Regions from separate parts of the Cricetulus griseus genome. Here region 1 is linked to region 2. A link is a contact called in public Hi-C data. All regions are on one chromosome and are shown on one strand. The core of a region is the stretch at or near the end of the contact, and the rest is flanking DNA. Distances in the headings are between cores, read along the strand shown. Region 1 overlaps LOC113837393 (a long non-coding RNA gene). Region 2 holds the start of Cthrc1 (collagen triple helix repeat-containing protein 1).

Region 1 (4,506 bases), core at 202-2,701, 150 kb before region 2:
GTGTGTGTGCCTGTGTGTGTGCCTGTGTGTGTCTGTGTGTGTGCCTGTGTGTGTGTGTCTGTGTGATGGGGGAGTGGAGTGTGTGTTTGTGTGTCTGTGTGTGTGCCTGTGTGTGTGTCTGTGTGTGTGTGTCTGTGTGTGTGTGTGTGTGTGATGGGGGAGTGGGGTGTATGTGTGTGTCTGTGTGTGTGATGGGGGAGTGGGGTGTGTGTGTGTCTGTGTGTGTGTGTGTGTGTGTGTGTGAGGGGGGGTGGTGTGTGTGTGTGTGTGTGTGTGTGTGTGTGTGTGTGTGTGTGTGAGAGAGAGCGTGTACTTTTGGCCAGCATCAGTCTGGGTAGTGAAGCTACTTCTGGCCCAGCTCAGAGCCCACCAAGTTCACCCTCCCATGTTCATCCTGAGGTCTCTTTGGATTCTGGAAACAGAGAGTCAGTGAAGCCAGTGACACCCTCAAACCATTCAAAGGAGTTGCGTTTACACCAACAGGCCTGCATCATTCTTAGAGCCAGGGGAGCAGGAGGAGGAAAAGGAGGAGACACGATAAAAACCAGCTCTGAGGACTCCCTCTTCTGGGCTTACTGGCAGCTCCAAATTCTCATTTGCGTCAATTAAGCAATGAAAAGGAAAGGGAAGAGGGAAATGAATTTGTTACTTTCTTTAGTTGGGGTTCCTGTCGCTGTGATGAAACACCATGACCAAAGCAAGTAGGGGAGGAAAGGGTTTATTTCGCTTATACTTCCACATCACAGTTCACAACGGAAGGAAGGAAGGAAGGGAGGGAGGGAGGGAGGGAGGAGGGAGGGAGGGAGGGGGGAGGGAGGGAGGGAGGGAGGAGGAGGGAAAGGAACTCAGACAGGGCAGGACCCAGAGGCAGGAGCTGATGTGGAGGCCATGGAGGGTGCTGCTTACTGGCTTGCTCTCCATAGCTTGCTCAGCCTGCTTTCTTGTAGAATCCAGGACCAGCGTTCCAGGACAGCCAGGACTGTTACACAGAGGAGCTTTGTCTAGAAAAACTGGCAGAGAGAGACAGGGAGAGGGGGAGAGAGACAGGGAGAGAGAGGGGGGGGGAGGAGGGAGGGAAGGAAGGAGGGAGGGAGGGAGGGAGGGAGGGAGGGAAGGAAGGAGAGGGGGGTAACTCCCCCAAGGTCACTCACGTAGCTAGAACCTGAGGTTTCAATTCAGACAAGCCAACACCCAAAGGCTCCACCACCGAGCCCAGCTCCTGCAGGGTCCCTGTCTTCTGCTGAGTCACCTGTGTTCTGAGTGATGAGAAGCACAGAGGGTGAACAGAGGAGGATCCAGCAAGCCCTTATGCCTCTAACCGACGCCGGAACCCCAACATTACAGCCTTATTCCTTCAGTTTGAAGAGCTCGAGTCGCTCATAAAAGTTCCCACTGGTGGTGGCATGTGGGCGGAAGCATGTCATCTGGCATTAGTCATGTGTGGTCAATGAGCATGAGTGTATAGGAAGCTTTCCTCCTGGAAGGCCTTCTTCCCCCTTTGGTTAGCAAACAGAGGTCTGGGTTTCACTGTGGGGTTTTCATGTGTATGTATCTTTAGACTTTGTTCTTTTTCATCCCCGAGGCTGCCTTCTGTCTGCCTCTCCCCTTTGCTGGGAGGTAAAGGCACGCTGACTGCCAGGCCTGAAGCCTGGGTTTTACTCCCCAGGGCTTACATGATAGAAGGAGAAAACCAACACCCACAGAATGTGGCTCACGCTCCCCAGCCTGCCACACCCCAACAGTTGCATTGGCAAGCTACCAGAAGGTAGGTCCTTCAGTGAATGCTGGGAGGGCACTCCCCTCAGGTCAAGTACAGGACAGGTCAGGTACTCCTCCACAGGCTGGGATATCGGATTACACTTCCCAGAGAAAGTGACAACCGAGTTTTGGCTTAAAGGACAATGGTGAACCAGCCCCAATTGGATGTGGGAGACCTCTAAGAGCAACAGTGTGAAGAGACCAGCTCCTCTTTCGGCAGCCATAACAGCCGAACACATGCTTTTCTGACCTTGTCCTAGACACTAGAAAGTTAGATGCCTGCCTCGTGACAAGGAACCAATCAGAGGTTAGCTGGTGGCGCTATGCTTTACGGCTCTGGGTGTGCTTTATGGACAAGTGCACAGCAATGACGCACAGAGCATAGCAACCACCCCAGGAGGGCCTATGGGCCATAACAACCAGTTGGCCAATCAACACAGGGCAACCCTCCAAGCCTGGAGACACACCAATCCTGAGCCTGTGCGTACCCCTAGACACTCCCCTTATGCTGCCCTACAAGATCTCTTGGGAGCCCCTAGGAGCTGTCTTTTGCAAGCCATCCGCCATGGTGGGTGGGTGAAAGACCCGAGCTAACATGGGGTTAGCTCGTTAAATTACAATAAAGCCTCGTGCAGTTTGCAGCAAGCTCTCAAATCCGCCTGGTGATTGGGGTGACCGTGGTCATGGCCTGGGATCCCGGATACCTGAGTTTTCCGGGGGTCTAACAAGTGTCAGCATGTGGCACGGTATTCACAAAGGCCTGGAGCATTTAGCGCTGGAGGGCCGAGGGCTGGTGGAAGAGTATTGCTGGCCAGCCAGGCCTGAAGGTGGCAGAGGACTCTGGGAGCTGATACAGTTAAGATGTTTTCTCCTGGGTGACGGGGAGCCATGAGGAGCCCTCGGCTCATTTATCTCACATATTACCTGGTATGGATAATTGGTTTTTGTTGTCGGCACCAATCCTGAAACTAGGCCATAGATTTCTTCAGAGTAGGAATCTTTTTTATCTTTCTTTTTTCCCTTCCTTTTTCTCTTTCTTTCCTTTTTTTCTTGTTTTCCTGTTTAGTTTTCTTTTTCTTTTCTTTCTTTTGTTGTTTTGTTTTGTTTTTTTGAGTCAGAGTTTTTCTGTGTAGTCTTGGCTGTCCTGCAATTCATTCTGTAGACCAGGGTGGCCTTGAACTCAGGGATCTGCCTGCCTCTGCCTCCAGAGTGCTGGTATCAAAGTCATGGACCACCACTACCCGTCAAAGTAGGAACCTTTTTTTGTTTTGTTTTGTTTTTTCTTTTTCTTTTTCTTTTTCGAAACAGGGTTTCTCTGTATAGCTTTGGAGCCTATCCTGGCACTTGTTCTGTAGACCAGGCTGGCCTCAAACTCACAGAGATCTGCCTGCCTCTGCCTCCCGAGTGCTGGGATTGAAGAAAGGCGTGCGCCACCAACGCTTGGCTGTTTTCATCTCCTTTTATCACTTGTTCTAAATAAGGTCTGCTGGGTAAGGTGCCAGGGACCAAGTATGGAGATAAGACAAGCTGGCCCACCCTCAGTGTGCCCACCGCCCGCAGAGCAGTGGGGAGGTGCGGACACACAACACACAGTGAAGAAATAACAGAGCACACACACTACAGACTACAATGAAGCTGAAAAAGCCCCCTCTGTCCTAATGAGGTCCTCCTAGCCATCACAGTGTCCCGGTATGACACATTGCTCTCCCGTGTGTGGCGATGCCAGAATAGAGAAGCCTAGTGGGAGGGCGGTTATAATAAAAGTGTATCAGATACAATTAATTAGTGCATGATATACAATGCTTGAGAATAAATGACAGCATTACGACTATATTAATGGTGTATGTGTTTGCTCTACAATACTAGTGGTTAAACTTGTTCTTTGATTTCTCTCTCTCTCTCTCTCTCTCTCTCTCACACACACACACACACACACACACATGCACACGCACACGCGCACACACACACACACATGCACACGCACACGCGCGCACACACACACACACAGAGGCACAAACGCACGCACGAACGCATGCTGCATTCTGATTCACGTTCCTAACCTCTGCTCCCTCTGCCTTCCCACGAGTCCCTTTCCCTAAATCTGCACTATTTTATTTTGTTTTGTTGCTCACTGATTTCCATTGGGGCTGTTTGCTTGGCCATAAGCTTAGAACTACTCACTGGAGCCAGGTGGGCTCACTGTTGGGCAGACAACTCAAGACAATGACTGCCTGGTCCCTGTCATGTCCGCAGTCAATTGTTCAGTGCGGAAGGGTGGAGCCTTATGAGCCCCGCCCAGGTTCATGGCTGGCAGTTGACTGACCCAATCTTGTGCAGCCCCAGTGCAGGCCATCTTTGCTTCCCTGGGATCATGTTTGCCACAGCTGTGTCAGAAAGGTTTTCAGCTTTTAGGAAAAGGATATTCAAGTTCCACTCAGAGGTAGCGTTCACGGTCTTTTGCTACTTTGATTATTTCTATTATTTATTCATGCATATGTATAGTGTCTACGTGTGTATGCAAGTGTGCGTGGGTGCTCCCGGAAACTAGAAGAGGACGTGGGATCCCCTGGAGCTGCCTGGCGTGGGCGCAGAGAACAGAGCTCGAGTCCTGGGCGAGAGCAGCCAGTGCTCTTAAGCTCTGAGCCAAGCCTTCATGCCCTTGATAACTCATTGGAAGCAATTCTGTGTACAAAGATGATTGTTTCTCTATAGGCGGTCTTCACAGCAGGTTTTATTAATTGTGCTGAA
Region 2 (4,524 bases), core at 76-2,575:
GTTGTCGTTGTTTGTTGTCTCTCTCTCTCTCTCTCTCTCTCTCTCTCTCTCTCTCTCTCTTTCTCTCTCTCTCCCCACACTTTTGAGGAGAATGTGGCAGCTGTGTGCTGCCTGTAGGAAAATCTTCAGGGGTCCTGATAGATGTGGGCACTGGGGGTCCAGGTAAAATGTGTTTCTGGGTCTTGGCAGCTGACACTTAGGATTGGGGATGAGCTGTCGGCACAGGAGGGCATTAACAAGAGGGAGGAAAGCAAGGTGTTCCATTGCGGTCTGCATAGTTAGTCTCTTGGCAATGGAAGCAGAGAGTGAGGAGTGGCCATAGCAAAAGGTCCACTGCAGAGCTGGGGATGAGCCTGGGGGTTTGGACTTTGAGGATCAGAGAGAGAAGTCAAGAACTGCTATTAGTCTACCTGTTTCACTGCCCATTGCGGCCTGTGGGTTCCCAGGGGCGTCTGCTGGAGTGTGGAGGGGGGCAGGAGAGCAATGAGTTGGGGGAGGGAGTTCAGGAGGGGAAATCTGTGGGACCCGCCAGAGATGAGGCTGCTGCAGGTGTTCTGTTCCAGAACTGGGGGTGAAACTAGGGGCTGGATCCAGAGGACTGGAGGGAGAGGTTGCCTACCTTCTTTCCTGACAGGCAGTGACGATGCGGGTGAGGGCTGCTCCCCTGGCTGGAGTTTTGAACACATGTTAATGTGATGTGGAATGGGTACTCGAATGAACGTGAACTCTCACCGCTGAGAGGTGGTCATTGTCCTTAGGTCTTAGGAGAGCCTTAGGTCTTCCTCTATAAACGGAGAAGCAGCCACACAGCATCGTTCCGCACAGGACTGCCAAGCCTTGTGCCTTGGCTCTTACAAGGGAATAGCATTTATTCAAACATCAGGATCAGAGAACTTTTAAAGGCTGTTACTATAAGGCTCTCCTGGCTCATGCCCCTCAAATGTACCCTCCCTCTCCCCTCCCCTCCCTCCCTCCCCGTCTGCCAAAGCTTTGCTAGGAATGAAGGAACCCGAAGGTGATTCCTGGACCAGATTTAAGACACGTGCTGTCTCGATTCCCTTCATCTGTGGTTCCCGACCACAGTCACCGGGCGGGGGTCCGGGCGGGCGGAGCTGCGGAGGAGGGGCGGCTCCAACCCGGGACCCTGACCTATTGCAGTCTGCAAGCTCCGGGTGTCCAGGGGGCGGGAGGGAAGAAGGGAGGGCGGCGCTCAGTCAAAGGCGCATTGATGCTGCGGTCTGCAGAGCTGGGCCAGACGCCGAGCAGCGCCGGGCTCCGGCGACCCCTCTACCTCCTGCTCCGCGCTTTGCAGCCACACCACGCCATGCGCCCCCGGGGTCGCGCCGCCTCCGCGCAGCTGCTGCTCGGCCTCTTCCTTGTGCTGCTGCTGCAAGGGCCCGCCAAGTCCAACGCCTCCGAGAACCCCAAGGTGAAGCAAAAAGCGCTCATCCGGCAGAGGGAGGTGGTGGACCTGGTGAGTCTTGGAAAGTCGGTTGGTCCTGACCTCAGCGCTGGAGAGGACCCAGCCACGCGCGCGCACAGCATCACAACAGCGGTTGGTGATGCTGACCCAACTAGGGGTGCGCGTGGGACAGCGCGTTTTGTGTCTTAACCTGAGCGCCCTGCCTTGTCTCAAGGTGTGGGGGGGAAGGATCTGGGGGCATGCTTGAGGTGGAGTCTTGGAACTCCGCGGGAGACCGTAGTGAGAGGTCATCGCAGAGATGCGACTTGGTTCAAGTGAGACGTCCCAAGTCGGTGTAGTCGCTCTCACCCAGGAATTTCTGGCTCCAGGGGAGGCCACCCTTGAGAGAGGTGGGGAACGTTGGTTGTGTCTGCAACTGGAGTAGACTGAGCTGCTGGGCTGATTTCAAAAGCAGGCCTGAGGAAGCCCCTAGGCCAGCTGATCGCCTGGGCCTGCGCCAAGGCTGTGCAACGTGTCCCTTGTTGCACTGGTGGCCACGTCTGCCAGGAGGAGAGACTAACAACCCCCACAAAGCATGTGTCCAGCTTTTTTGTAACTTGAAGATTATGAGTCAGTTTGGGTCATCTTCCTGGGGAGTATGAACTGCAATTTACTCCTCGGAGCACCACAGCTCGGCCCAGGAATGGTTCGGGGGGGAGGGGGGTTGGAGCTGGAAGGGACCCGTTTCGCCTGTTCGATTTAAAGCCGATGCGCATTGGGGTCTTCAGCCTGTGGCTACCAGTCAGGAGCAATGCAATCGAGCTAAGGGGAAAGAAACCACTCCCGGGAAGGCAAATATCCCCAGCTCTCTCCGAGGGGCTGATTTGTGGCAAAGCCTGTTTGCACAAAGCCTTTCCCTCTAAACTCTCAAAGTCAACAAACCCAGCAGAGGGCAGAAAGAGGTTTTCTGTCCCGTGCAAGAGCCAACCAATGGCAGATCTGTAGTCCTTGGCACATATGAACTCCAGTCCTTAAACCAATCTATATGGTTGTCAGGCATTGCAATACGTAAGAAGACAGGAGGCATTTGGTGATTTTTTTTTTAAGATTTGAATTTCTTAAGCTGACATTCTAGGCTAAGGTGATAAAGCAAGCTCCCTGACAGCTAATTCTAAGCTGACTTCAAAAGCCCTGGAGGACCCTAAGAGAGATACACATGGACCCGCCTAGGAAGGGAAAAAAGATAAGATCTCTTGAGTAAACTGGGAGTGTGGGGGGCCAGGAGGGAGGTGGAAGAGGAGAGGGGAGGAGGGAAAGGGAAATGGGGGGGGGGAAATGTATGCCTCAAATAAAAGAAAAAAACCACTAGGGAGAAAAAAATCCGTGCTGCTTCACACAGCCATAGTCGTTTTTGGTTTGTTTGTTTTTGTCGTTGTTGTTTTCTATGCTATATAGTTTTGCTCCACAGAAGCACACTGTGTTGGGAGTTACAGTTCTATTTTAAGTAACTAAATTGTTTTTAAATTGTGCCACGTGAGTGTGGCTCATGTGCAGTTTGCATTTTATGAACGTGTAGTTAAGATACAGAAAATATCCCCTTTCCCCACAAAGCTAACATTTTCCCCTCGAAGGATTTTACAGGACCTGTGAGTTCTCACAGCTCTAACCCGACTTGGAAAAGTATACCGTGCAGCCGGGCTCGGGTGCATCCTGTAGACTGGATTTGGTCTTGGTGACAGAAAAAGTGACACAGTCTTTAGGAAGGTTTCAACAGATTGCATAAAGTAACGTCTTTGTATTGGGCTTTCAAAGCCTTCCTTTCAGCTCCCACCGAGTTCTGCCCCCTGGTGGCCAATAAAAAAATACGGGGAGCTGGGAGAGGTAATTAGAGCATCCATTCATGTTGCGGACTGACAATTCCAAACGTCTATTGGGACTAGGAGTTTAAGTTGGGAAAAAGCAAACTTTATGTAACATCTTGCCCGGGAGGAATTTTAAAATGTCAAATGTACTAGAGAAACTTACACCAATAAGGAAAGTGTTAAAAATCTTAGTCGGAATGCATTGCATTTTGGAAAGTCTAATTAATGGCCCCCTTGTTTCCAGGTGAACCCATTCAAGGGGAGGCACAGGAATTGGAAAAAGGAACTTCAATGTATCACTGTCTTAGGCCAGTGGTAGAGCGCTTGCCTAACGTGCACGAGGCTCTGAGTTCAATACCCATGACTGTAACATGAACTCTCTCTGTCTCTCTCTGTCTCTCTCTGTGTCTCTGTCAATGTCTCTCTCTCTCTCTCTCTCTCTCTCTCTCTCTCTCTCTCTGTGTGTGTGTGTGTGTGTGTGTGTGTGTGTGTGTGTGTGTGTGTGTGTGCGCGTGTGTGTTGAGGAACGGTCTCATGTATCCCAGGCTGGCCTGCTCGGTTGGGAGGTGCCTGAACTCTCACAGGCTTGTGCTACCAACCACTAACCTCAAGGCAGGAATTCTTATCACTATCCCCAGTTTATCCAGGAGGAAACCGGCACTGAAATGCTGGTCTCACATATCGAAGAAAGGCTGAGGCTAGTATTAAAGTTAAAAAGAAAATGGTTCTACAATCTATGCATTTAAATTCTACACCATACACAAAACGAACAACAACACAGAGAATCCTAGCTCTTACAAGTTTGGAGCTCAGGTGGCCACGTGAAACTAGGCCACAGATTCCTCTTTGGGGAGACAGAACGGGCTGGGAAAGTGCTACTTTCCTTTAGGAGAAGCAGGGCTGGAGAGATAGATGGCTCAGAGGTTAAGAGCACTGGCTGCTCTTCCAGAGGTCCTGAGTTCAATTCCCAGCAACCACATGGTGGCTCACAACCATCCGTTATGAGATCTGGTGCCCTCTTCTGGTGTGCAGATATACATGGAAGCAGAATGTTGTACACATAATAAATAAATAAAATCTTTAAAAAAATAGGAGAAGCAGATGATATGTGTATCCAACTTAGAGGTGATGCAAATGCAAGGCAATTATTACAAGTTAATGCAATATAGGATAATTAAGGTTTTATTTCATAGTTCTTTCCCTAGCAATTAAAAAGGTACTCAAAAGAAGAAAAAGTCTATATGGATGGATAAGTATTTT

Evidence for each region. Hi-C and Micro-C count contacts between places; a contact is called where the count stands out from the background.
Region 1: a Hi-C map of fibroblasts shows a contact between it and region 2, with 4 times the contacts expected there. The contact joins the enhancer-like site here to the promoter of Cthrc1 in region 2. A contact is called at or near these places in 3 of 8 Hi-C or Micro-C datasets (the CHL-YN cell line, the CHO-K1 cell line and fibroblasts).

What each region holds. Positions count from the first base shown.
Region 1 is chr10:13,058,311-13,062,816 of CriGri-PICRH-1.0, reverse strand. It overlaps LOC113837393 (a long non-coding RNA gene), which reads left to right. Exons shown (of 4, transcript XR_004771297.1): 3 at 1,583-1,765; 4 at 1,898-2,072. Among named protein-coding and RNA genes, the nearest start is that of Atp6v1c1, 56 kb to the left of the region's middle. Within about 2 kb of position 1,451, at least 2 of the 6 cell types and tissues checked have open chromatin away from gene starts, as enhancers often do. A contact at or near this core is called in fibroblasts, where this site is marked.
Region 2 is chr10:12,908,381-12,912,904 of CriGri-PICRH-1.0, reverse strand. It overlaps Cthrc1 (collagen triple helix repeat-containing protein 1), which reads left to right and starts at 1,325. Exons shown (of 3, transcript XM_035449694.1): 1 at 1,325-1,474. The coding sequence starts at 1,325.